Linked DNA regions of Hordeum vulgare: region 1 is linked to region 2. A link is a contact called in public Hi-C data. All regions are on one chromosome and are shown on one strand. The core of a region is the stretch at or near the end of the contact, and the rest is flanking DNA. Distances in the headings are between cores, read along the strand shown.

Evidence for each region. A called contact is a pair of places that touch in the nucleus more often than the background predicts.
Region 1: a Hi-C map of seedling shows a contact between it and region 2, with 2.7 times the contacts expected there. The contact joins the promoter of LOC123444264 here to the promoter of LOC123444262 in region 2. A contact is called at or near these places in 4 of 6 Hi-C or Micro-C datasets (leaf, seedling and an unstated tissue) and 1 of 1 datasets of contacts at active chromatin or transcription factors (embryo).

What each region holds. Positions count from the first base shown.
Region 1 is chr3H:461,400,287-461,404,959 of MorexV3_pseudomolecules_assembly, reverse strand. LOC123444264 (protein PLASTID MOVEMENT IMPAIRED 1-RELATED 1-like) reads left to right here and starts at 1,820. Exons shown (of 2, transcript XM_045120941.1): 1 at 1,820-4,193; 2 at 4,283-4,673. The coding sequence starts at 1,927.
Region 2 is chr3H:461,214,282-461,219,011 of MorexV3_pseudomolecules_assembly, reverse strand. It overlaps LOC123444262 (myosin-17-like), which reads left to right and starts at 2,203. Exons shown (of 51, transcript XM_045120939.1): 1 at 2,203-2,315; 2 at 3,421-3,549; 3 at 4,014-4,157; 4 at 4,253-4,398; 5 at 4,505-4,661. The coding sequence starts at 2,313.

The sequences.
Region 1 (4,673 bases), core at 571-3,070, 190 kb before region 2:
TCTTCTTCGGTTGCTTCAGCAATTATTGACGATTGTTTCTTTATGTCATCTGAGTTTAACCATGTTATTTATGATCATTGTTTTAGAGGGAGTAATAAAGTAGCCCATGAACTTGCTAGGCTAGTTAAATTTTCTCCTCCTAGTTGTTGGTTGAATTCAGCACCTCATGAGGTTCTCCCCTTACTTGTAAATGATACCACTGTTCTAGTATATGAATAAAGGAGGAGAAGTTTCTGTCAAAAAAAGCTCCTCCAATGCCCAACGCTTTCATTCCCTCTGCATCCCCGTCCGTCTCACGAGGCAAGACAAGAATTCGAATCCTCCAGATCTGAATTCCCATCCAGCTAGGCTAAACAAAAGCAGCTAGCCAAGCCAAGCCCACCAAACAGTAAACAACAAACCAAGCAAGGCACCCGCTCCCCTGTCCCTCACGCCGGCCGCGGCGCCCCCTCCCCGTCCCCGCCCCATCCAAAAAATCCCCAACCCCCCATGTCGTCGCGCCGCCCATCGCCGCCGGACCGCGCGGCCGAGGCGGGCGACGCGGCCCTCGCGCGCGACATCGTCATGCTCCACAAGGCCCTCTTCCTCGACCCCTCGCGCCGCCGCCGCTCCCTCCCGCTCCCCGCCGCCCCATCCGCCGCCGACCACAAGCCCAAGCTCAAGCCATCCTCCTCTCGCAAGCTCCTGCCCTCCGCCTCCTCCTCCTCCGCTCTCTCCACCACCACCACCTCCTCCTCCTCCTCCTCCTCGTCCTTCTGGAAGAAGTCGTTGGGGATGCGTGGGATGGATATCGGCCTTTTGGGCCGTGCGGGGTTTTACTCAGCTCTACAAGTTTCAGTTATTCGGGCTATTCGGATACTCAGGCTTTATACCCAAATTACCCAAATATATTTCGGGTTTTCACATTTGTTAGCCGATATAGCGATCGGGTTCTTCAGGTTCGGGCTATACTGGTTCGGCTTCGGGCTTCGGGTTCAGGTTTTATCCCCGGCGTGAGGCATGTCAATGAGATGCTCCACACGGATGCGAAGGTGCTCGTCGGCGATCCTCTTGTTCCGGTGAGACGCGACAACGACCGTCACGAGTTTCTTGCTCAAGATCCACCCAATCGGCTCGGTCTTCAACATGAACGGAAGCTTGTGGATTTGCGCCCAAATTCGAATGGAAATTCATGCTCACACGAGTGGGGTCGCTGATGCCGGCATACTGTCACTATTGAACGCATTTGGGATTGTACCGTCACGATTGAAGTCAAACACATAGAAAGTGTTTTCACAAAAATAAATAAACATGAACGGCCACAACCACATAGTTCCTCCGTTCCTAAATCTAAGTGTTTCTACATATTCTTAATATAGATTACATACGAAACAATATAAATGAATCTATAATTTAAAATACGTCTACATACATCTGTATGTAGTCTAGCTTGATATATCTAAAAGATTTATACAAAGTATTTAAGAAACGAAGAGAGTATATATAAATATAAACAAAACAGCACAATCATCGACCAAGCAGGAAGATTTGACCTGCACCCGCATCGTCCCAACCCCCGACCCAAAAACCTTGAATACGGTCGCCATTCGCTGCGTCAACGACCACCCAACCCATAAAAGTTTGGAGCACAGGCGACCCCATGCGGCGGTGCCCTCCTCTTTCGTCACGAGCTCCTCCAACGCCCAACGCTTTCATTCCCCCTCCGCATCCCCGTCCGTCTCACAAGGCAAGACAAGAATTCGAATCCTCCAGATCTGAATTCCCATTCCAGCTAGGCTAAACAAAAGCAGCTAGCCAAGCCAAGCCCACCAAACAGTAAACAACAAACCAAGCAAGGCACCCGCTCCCCTGTCCCTCACGCCGGCCGCGCCGCCCCCCTCCCCCTCCCCCGCCCCATCCAAAAATCCCCAACCAAGCGCGCCCCGCATGTCGTCGCGCCGCCCGCCGCCGCCGGACCGCGCGGCCGAGGCGGGCGACGCGGCCCTCGCGCGCGACATCGTCACGCTCCACAAGGCCCTCTCCCTCGACCCCTCGCGCCGCCGCCGCTCCCTCCCGCTCCCCGCCGCCCCATCCGCCGCCGACCACAAGCCCAAGCTCAAGCCCTCCCCCTCCTCCTCCCGCAAGCTCCTGCCCTCCGCCTCCACCTCCTCCTTCTCCGCTCTCTCCACCACCACCTCCTCCTCCTCCTCCTCCTCGTCCTTCTGGAAGAAGTCGTTGACGGCCATCTCCCACCTGGGCAGGCGCCGCCTCGACTGCGCCTTCACCCTGCAGGCGCACTCCGTAGACGGCCTCCCCGCCGCGCTCGACGGCTCCCCGGTCTCCGTCCACTTCCGCCGGCTGTCCGCCTGCGCCTCCACCCGCCCCGTCGCGCCCGCCCTCGGCGCCGCCGCCTTCGAGGAGCCGCTCACGCAGCGCTCGCCCGTCTACTTCTCCCGCGGGGCCAAGAACGCCGTCAAGTACGAGCCGCGGGCCTTCGTCGTCACCGTCGCCGCCTCGGCGCTCGAGCTCGGCAAGCACGAGGTCGACCTGACGCGCCTGCTGCCGCTCTCCATCGACGACCTCGAGGAGGGCGGCGACTCCGGGTTTGGGAAGTGGAGCACCAGCTTCCGGCTCTCTGGCGTCGCCCGCGGCGCCCGGCTCAATGTCACCTTCTCCTGCGTGCTCGTGGGCGGAGGTGGGGAGCAGCGCAAGGGAGGGGAAGTGGCCGGGCTGAGACGGGGCTCCATGGCGCGGCAGGTGTCAGTGCAGTCACCATCAAAGGTGCCGCCACGGAGCCGGGACGTGAGGGTGTTGCACGAGGTTCTGCCGAGGCCTGTCAAGGCCTTACCTCTTGTTGGTGATGCTGGTCTTAATGCGAGTGCGATGAAGGATGAGACGGCGACAGTAGAGTGCGAGGAGGATGGTTCACCGCAGTCAAAGCATTGCACATCCGTAGAGGTGAGGAAGGGAGAGGGTGATTGCGATGGTGCAGAGTTCAATGTGGTTGAGCATGGAGTTGAGGTCGCCCTGGAGGATCCTGGCCAGATCAAACATGTGGAAACTGCTGAAGTGGATGATGGAGAGGAGGATTTTAAGCATGAAGCTAATGAAGAGGGAACGACCAAGCCTGCATTATTACTTGACGGTCTTTCTAAAGAGGAGACTGTTCAAGTGAAGTTGGAAGAGGAACTCAGTGATGTTGCTCTTGAAATGGATGATGTGGGAGACAAGCGGGATGCATCTGTCCAAGCAGCCTTGCTTCCTACCGCCGCATTTGAAAAAGATGGTGAGTTTGCATCAGATACAGAACTGGAGGTTCTGGAGGGTATATTCAACAAATTCTCAATTGTTGAACCTGAGGAATTTGACTCACCAATTATAGAGGATAAGCATTCTAGGCGATTGAGCTGCATTGGTGCGGAAGATAGTTGCAATTCCACCAGTAGGAAGAGCAGATCACGCAGCATGGATGCTTCATCCGATTTTGTTGCTAATGAGTTTTTGGATATGCTTGGGATAGCTCATAGCCCATCTGGGGTAACCTCAGATAGTGATCCGGAGTCACCAAGAGAGAGGCTTTGGAAGCAGTTTGAAAAGGAAGCTCTAGAATCTGGGGACTGTATTCTTGGTTTGGATTTCGAAGATGGGGTGGAAGAACCTAGTTGTGAAGATGTCGCAGAGGATTTTGATCTCTCCACAATCATACGCGAGGCTGAACTTGAGCTGCAGCATGTAGTTCCGCCCATAGACACCACATTTAGAGCCAAGTCACTGGAAGGCGAGGAAACTGAGGCTTTGATGCGCCAATTTGGGCTAAATGAGGAGTCCTTCCAATCTTCTCCACCTGGGAGTAGAAGTGGGTTTGGTAGCCCCATTGCGCTACCACCTGAGCAGCCCCTTGAGCTGCCACCTTTGGCTGATGGTTTGGGCCCATTTATTCAGACAGAGGATGGTGGATTTCTGCGGTCAATGAATCCAGTTCTTTTCAAGAATGCAAAGAACAATTGTAGCTTGGTCATGCAGGCTTCTTCTCCAATCGTACTGCCAGCAGAAATGGGCTCTGGAATTATGGAGATATTGCATGGTCTAGCTTCAGTTGGGATCGAAAAGCTATCGATGCAAGCAAACAAACTTATGCCCTTAGAAGATGTCAATGGCAAAATGATGCAGCAGCTCGCCTGGGAGGCTTCTCCTGCTCTGGAGTCTTCAGGAAGGTTAGAAATATTTCTTGTCCTGCTTGTTCATGACTTCTTAATACTTCATCATTTGCCCTGGCTAAAACATATTGCTCTAATCAATGCAGATATGACCTATTGGAGAATCATACTTTGGATGCTGCAGGGGCCAGCAATGCTGCCTCAGGAAAGAAGAAGAAGAAAGGGAGAGGTGCTGATCTGTCATCATCATTGGGTGCGATAAGTGCTTCAGAATATGTTTCACTTGAGGATCTTGCCCCCTTAGCTATGGAAAAGATTGAAGCCCTTTCTATTGAGGGCCTGAGGATACAATCTGGCATGTCCGAAGAAGAGGCACCCTCCAATATCAGTGCCCACCCTGTTGGAGAAATTTCATCTCTGCAAGGAAAGTGCGCAGAGAACGCTTTGTCCCTTGGTTTGGAAGGAACTGCAGGATTGCAGCTTCTTGATGTTAAACATACTGGTGGAGATGTTGATGGATTAATGGGCTTATCGATC
Region 2 (4,730 bases), core at 954-3,453:
GTCGCTCGGCGGGTCGCCAGGCTCAACACTCATTCCTCTTCCACGCAGATTGGGCTCAAAACCTCGTTCGGTTTATTTTTGCTATGTTTTTTCGGTTCAGTTTCAAAAATGCACAGAGTAAGTTTATAAGAACGAGGGTATGCGCGTTTATATGAACATATGCATCAATATTGTGTTAAAAAAAAACTTCACCTGGGTGTCATCAAATCAAACCGGCACGCATGTGTCCGTCGCTGCCTATTTTGTATACCATCTCCGGCTGGCGGACAGAGCGAGCCGATCGTGTGCGCGCGTGCCAAGGGTCTGCTGCTGCGCTCGACGAGCAGGCCTCCCCTGAGATTCTGCCGGACGTTCCCACGTCACGTAGCCGCACGAGTCCGACACAGTGACACCGACAGATGCAACGCAACGCAGCGCAAGCCCCCGCCCGTGCGCGCGTTCTCTGTCTACAGAGAAAATACATAAATGGCTGACAATCGATGAACAGCGAACAATACCATTGCTGTCCTACACGGACGGAAGATTAAAGAACCCCTTCTCGCTCACTAACAAAAAGAAGAGAGAGATTAAGAAATCCGGTCCATGATTTGTTGGGCAATTATGCGCGCCCAACCACCTAACTGTACCTTGCTACACCTTCAATCTTGTCTAGTTTTGATGCATAGATAGAAGGGAGAGGAAGGAAGGATGGAGCCAAACTTTTCTTCGCGTCGGGGGTCCATGACAAGCGGGTGTCTGCCCGATCTATCAATGCTTGGAGATGGGTCAAGCCGGCCTACGTGTGATAGACAGTTCCTTAATTCAATTTTGTTTCTATTACAAACCAGTCGTGGTCACGATGCCTTGATAGGTTTCTTTTCGTTTATTATTTGTTTTTCGGTGGAATGGAATAGGCTTGGCGTTTATTATTCGTTTATTTAAAACAGATCTCTTAATCGAATAAATAAAGCAAAATAATAAAGAAATAAACATATACTCTATCTCTTTCGATAGCAGGCGCAGGATGACTTCCGAAAGAAAAAGCCCGCCCGCAGCGGATCAGGTATTTTGTACAAACTTGAAACAAGAAGGTCCAGTCCACTGCTCCCAGCTGGCCATTTTTCCATTTTCCACGCCGCAGTTTTCAAATGGATCAGCAGTACGCAAGCCAGGCGAGCAGGCGTTGCTATCGCGGAATTGAATCGTACGTCGCGCGCCTCTCTGCCGTGTTATAAACACAAGGAAAACATAAACCAACTTGGACTGAAGTGTCAAGCTGGCACTATTAAAATGAGTTGTACTCCTACACAACAGGCTTGGCGTTGCCTTGGACGAGTATACGTACGACGTACTACCAGACTACCAGTACTCCTACACAAGAGCAGGAAGCACAAGGTAGCGTACGTCCCAGAATGGTGGATTGGCGTTGCCTTGGACGAGTACGTACCAGTACCGGCGCAATCCGTACGTGTATGAGCAGCGAGCGGAGCGTGTACAAAGATTTCCAGTTTCGGGTGCCGAAAGCAACCGAGTTTTGTTCCTCCTGTTTTTGTTTCTCGATCCACCCATGGATCCGTCCACCTAATGACGACACGCTGCCAAACTGTCGGCCAGGTGGGCCACCGCTCCGTCCCGCCAATCCATCGCCCTCCTCCCTGCCCCTCCGCGGCCAAATCGTCCCCGTGACGACGCTTTCACCGTCGGAATCGCGGGTTTACACGCACTAATCCAACCCCGAATCCACCATTCCTGGCCCCAAATCCACCACCACCGCCACCACCTTTCTTCCAATCCGTCGCTGTCCGGTTCGTCCCCCGTTCCTAATCCTACCACCCGCCGCCACCTTCCCCCACCTTTAGCCTCCCTTTTGGGAAGGGAAGGAATGCCGCACGCAGCCGCGGTGGTGCGCTGGTGGTGCTGACGACGACCCGATCCCGCACGTTGGTGCTGGCGAACTCCCCCCTCGCGCCGCGCACCCAGATTATTCGCCATTTCTTTTTCCTGTTAATGAGAGTCGCGCCTGCCTGGCCCTGCCCTGCCCTGCCTGCCTGTGCTCCCCCCTCTCCCCTCCCTTGTCGCGCTGCGCCTGTGCTCCTCCCCTCCCCGCGTCGCCCTCCGCCACCGCCGCCCAAGCGCGTCGCCGCCGCGCCTCCCGAGCCGGATCGCGCCGCCGCGGGGCGATCGGCGACCGGGCCGAGGGGAGGAGATCGCCCGTCGGCGCCGCCACCGCCGCCGAGCCGCGTCTCCTCCCGTCCGATCGTGCCCTCCCGCAACGCCTCTCGCCGCGCGCCGATTCTCTTCCTACGGCTGCTCGCGGCTGCCACAGATGATACATGGTGCGTCGCTGCCTGGCTCTGACCTGTCATGCTCGACGTTTTTTTTTAATTTTTGTTCTCTTCTGAGAGATTCAATTCAATGTGTCGGGGTGCGGTTTTGTCTACTTCCGCCGCAGCATATTTTTGGCTGGGTTTGGGGGAGAATTTTGTGTGGTTTTCGAGCTTGGGTCTGGGAAGCCAAGTGGATTGTAGTCGGCATTTCTGCTGAATTTTGGAGGATTCCGTTCATCGAGTGAATTTATTCCTACACCTGCTGAATGAGCTAGACAGTAGCGGGACCTAGTTGTTCTACGGGTTTCACGAGTGGGGCATTTAGCATGAATCTGCTCTAGCTAAGCATTTGCCATCCTTTGCTTGCCTACAACTCGGTCGAGCCTGTTTTGCTAAACGATGGGAATGAAATGGACTTCACTGCCTTTTAGAGGTTTAGCTGAATTGTGGAAGGCCGTCCACCAAGGGGTCTAGTTTCAGGACAGAGACACAGATTGCGTGAACTAGCTACACATTTATAATGTTAAACTAGGTGGATATATATGCTAGTTTATTATACGTTAAAAAGGCTGTCATGCTTGTATTGCTGTTTGTACTTCTCTTCTGTGCGACTTTGGATAGTTTTATATGCTTATTATGCCCTTGTAGAGTCCAAATTTACTCAATCACTGCAATCAAACTAAATGCCAATGCCCTCTTCCATATGATGGTACATTACTCTGCTCTACATGTTTAGTTAGATGCCAACTGCATTGGTTTCTGTTGAACCAACCAGAGCTAAATTCTCGAGGTTTCATCTATATAATTTTCAGTTTGATAAATGGTTCATTACAATGCAATATCACCATGAGAAGTCATCAAAATTCATAGATATTTCTTCATCATACATCTCATTCTTAGGTTTGCTTTACGCATCTTGATTTCAACAGTCATCCATATCTGATATACAAGTGTTATTATTCTTTTGCTCATTTTTCCTGGGATATTATCAATATATACACATCATCGGTTTGGCATCTACTGGAATGCCGGATTTCAATGCAGATGTATGATCCATTTGCATACAATTTCGAGCTATTTGACATGTTAAATTTGTCACTTGTCACGTGTGCAGGCTCCCGTGTTAAACATTGTTATAGGCTCTCATGTATGGGTGGCAGACAAAGATTTAGCTTGGATTGATGGGGAGGTCTTCAAAATTGATGGCCAAAATGCTCATGTTCGTACAACCAAGGGAAAGACGGTATGTGTCCATGGTTTCTGTAACATCCCTGTTACTTTTGGACTTGGTTGGACCTTGGACAAATAGTGCATTTTGAACTTCAATTTACTCTCTGTATCATTGACTGTCAATCTCTGAATGTTTCATTAAGCAAGAGTGTGCTTGTTGTTTGAGCTATTTGGAGGCAGAGAAACGGTCGTGTGTTTGAGAGATTTTCACACCGATAGATGTTTTCTTCAACCAGACCAAGGATGAAATAGGTTCTGTTTCAGTCGCATCTACTAGCGTCGCTTCCTGAGTGTTAGAGGAGTTTGTATGGGATGCAGTGGTTGGCTCTCTCGACTTGTGTAATTTGTTGTACTTTGGGGTTCTTTCCCCGTTTTTTTCCCAACCATGATGAAGAATTGCATGTGATATTCTTCTAGTATGAAAGTTAGTTTTCTGTCATGGAAACCACATGGTTACACTGTTGTTTGTGCAACCAGGTTACTGCAAATGTATCAGATGTACATCCTAAAGACACAGAAGCACCACCTGATGGAGTCGATGACATGACAAGGTTATCGTACTTGCATGAGCCAGGTGTTCTGGATAATTTGGCTGTCAGATATGCAAAAAATATAATATATGTGAGTGATCATATCTTGTGATGTCGAGTGCAGGATCATTAAAGCAAGTGCCTCATTTTTCTCTTTCTTTCTAATACTATTATCTTGAGTTTCAGACCTATACGGGGAACATTCTGATTGCAATAAATCCATTCCAAAGGTTACCTAATCTCGTTGACGTCCAGACTATGGAAAAATACAAAGGTGCAAATCTTGGAGATCTAGATCCTCATGTATTTGCAATAGCTGATGTCTCTTACAGGTGAATGCTTATACTACTATTATCCTATGACTCTCCTACAGTGAGATGTGCCCCTGTAGGTCTATATTGATGGAACCATTTTGCATTCATTTGAATAAGGAAACAGGCAAATGATGAATGAAGGAAAGAGTAATTCCATTTTGGTCAGTGGTGAAAGTGGTGCTGGAAAGACTGAGACTACAAAATTGCTCATGAGATATCTCGCATTTTTGGGTGGTCGGTCTGGTACAGGAGGAAGGACAGTTGAACAACAGGTTTTGGAAGTAAGTTGGATTTCATAAGTTGTAATGCTTCTCACTGACAGCACTAGTTCTGTATTTGTTCAAAAGATA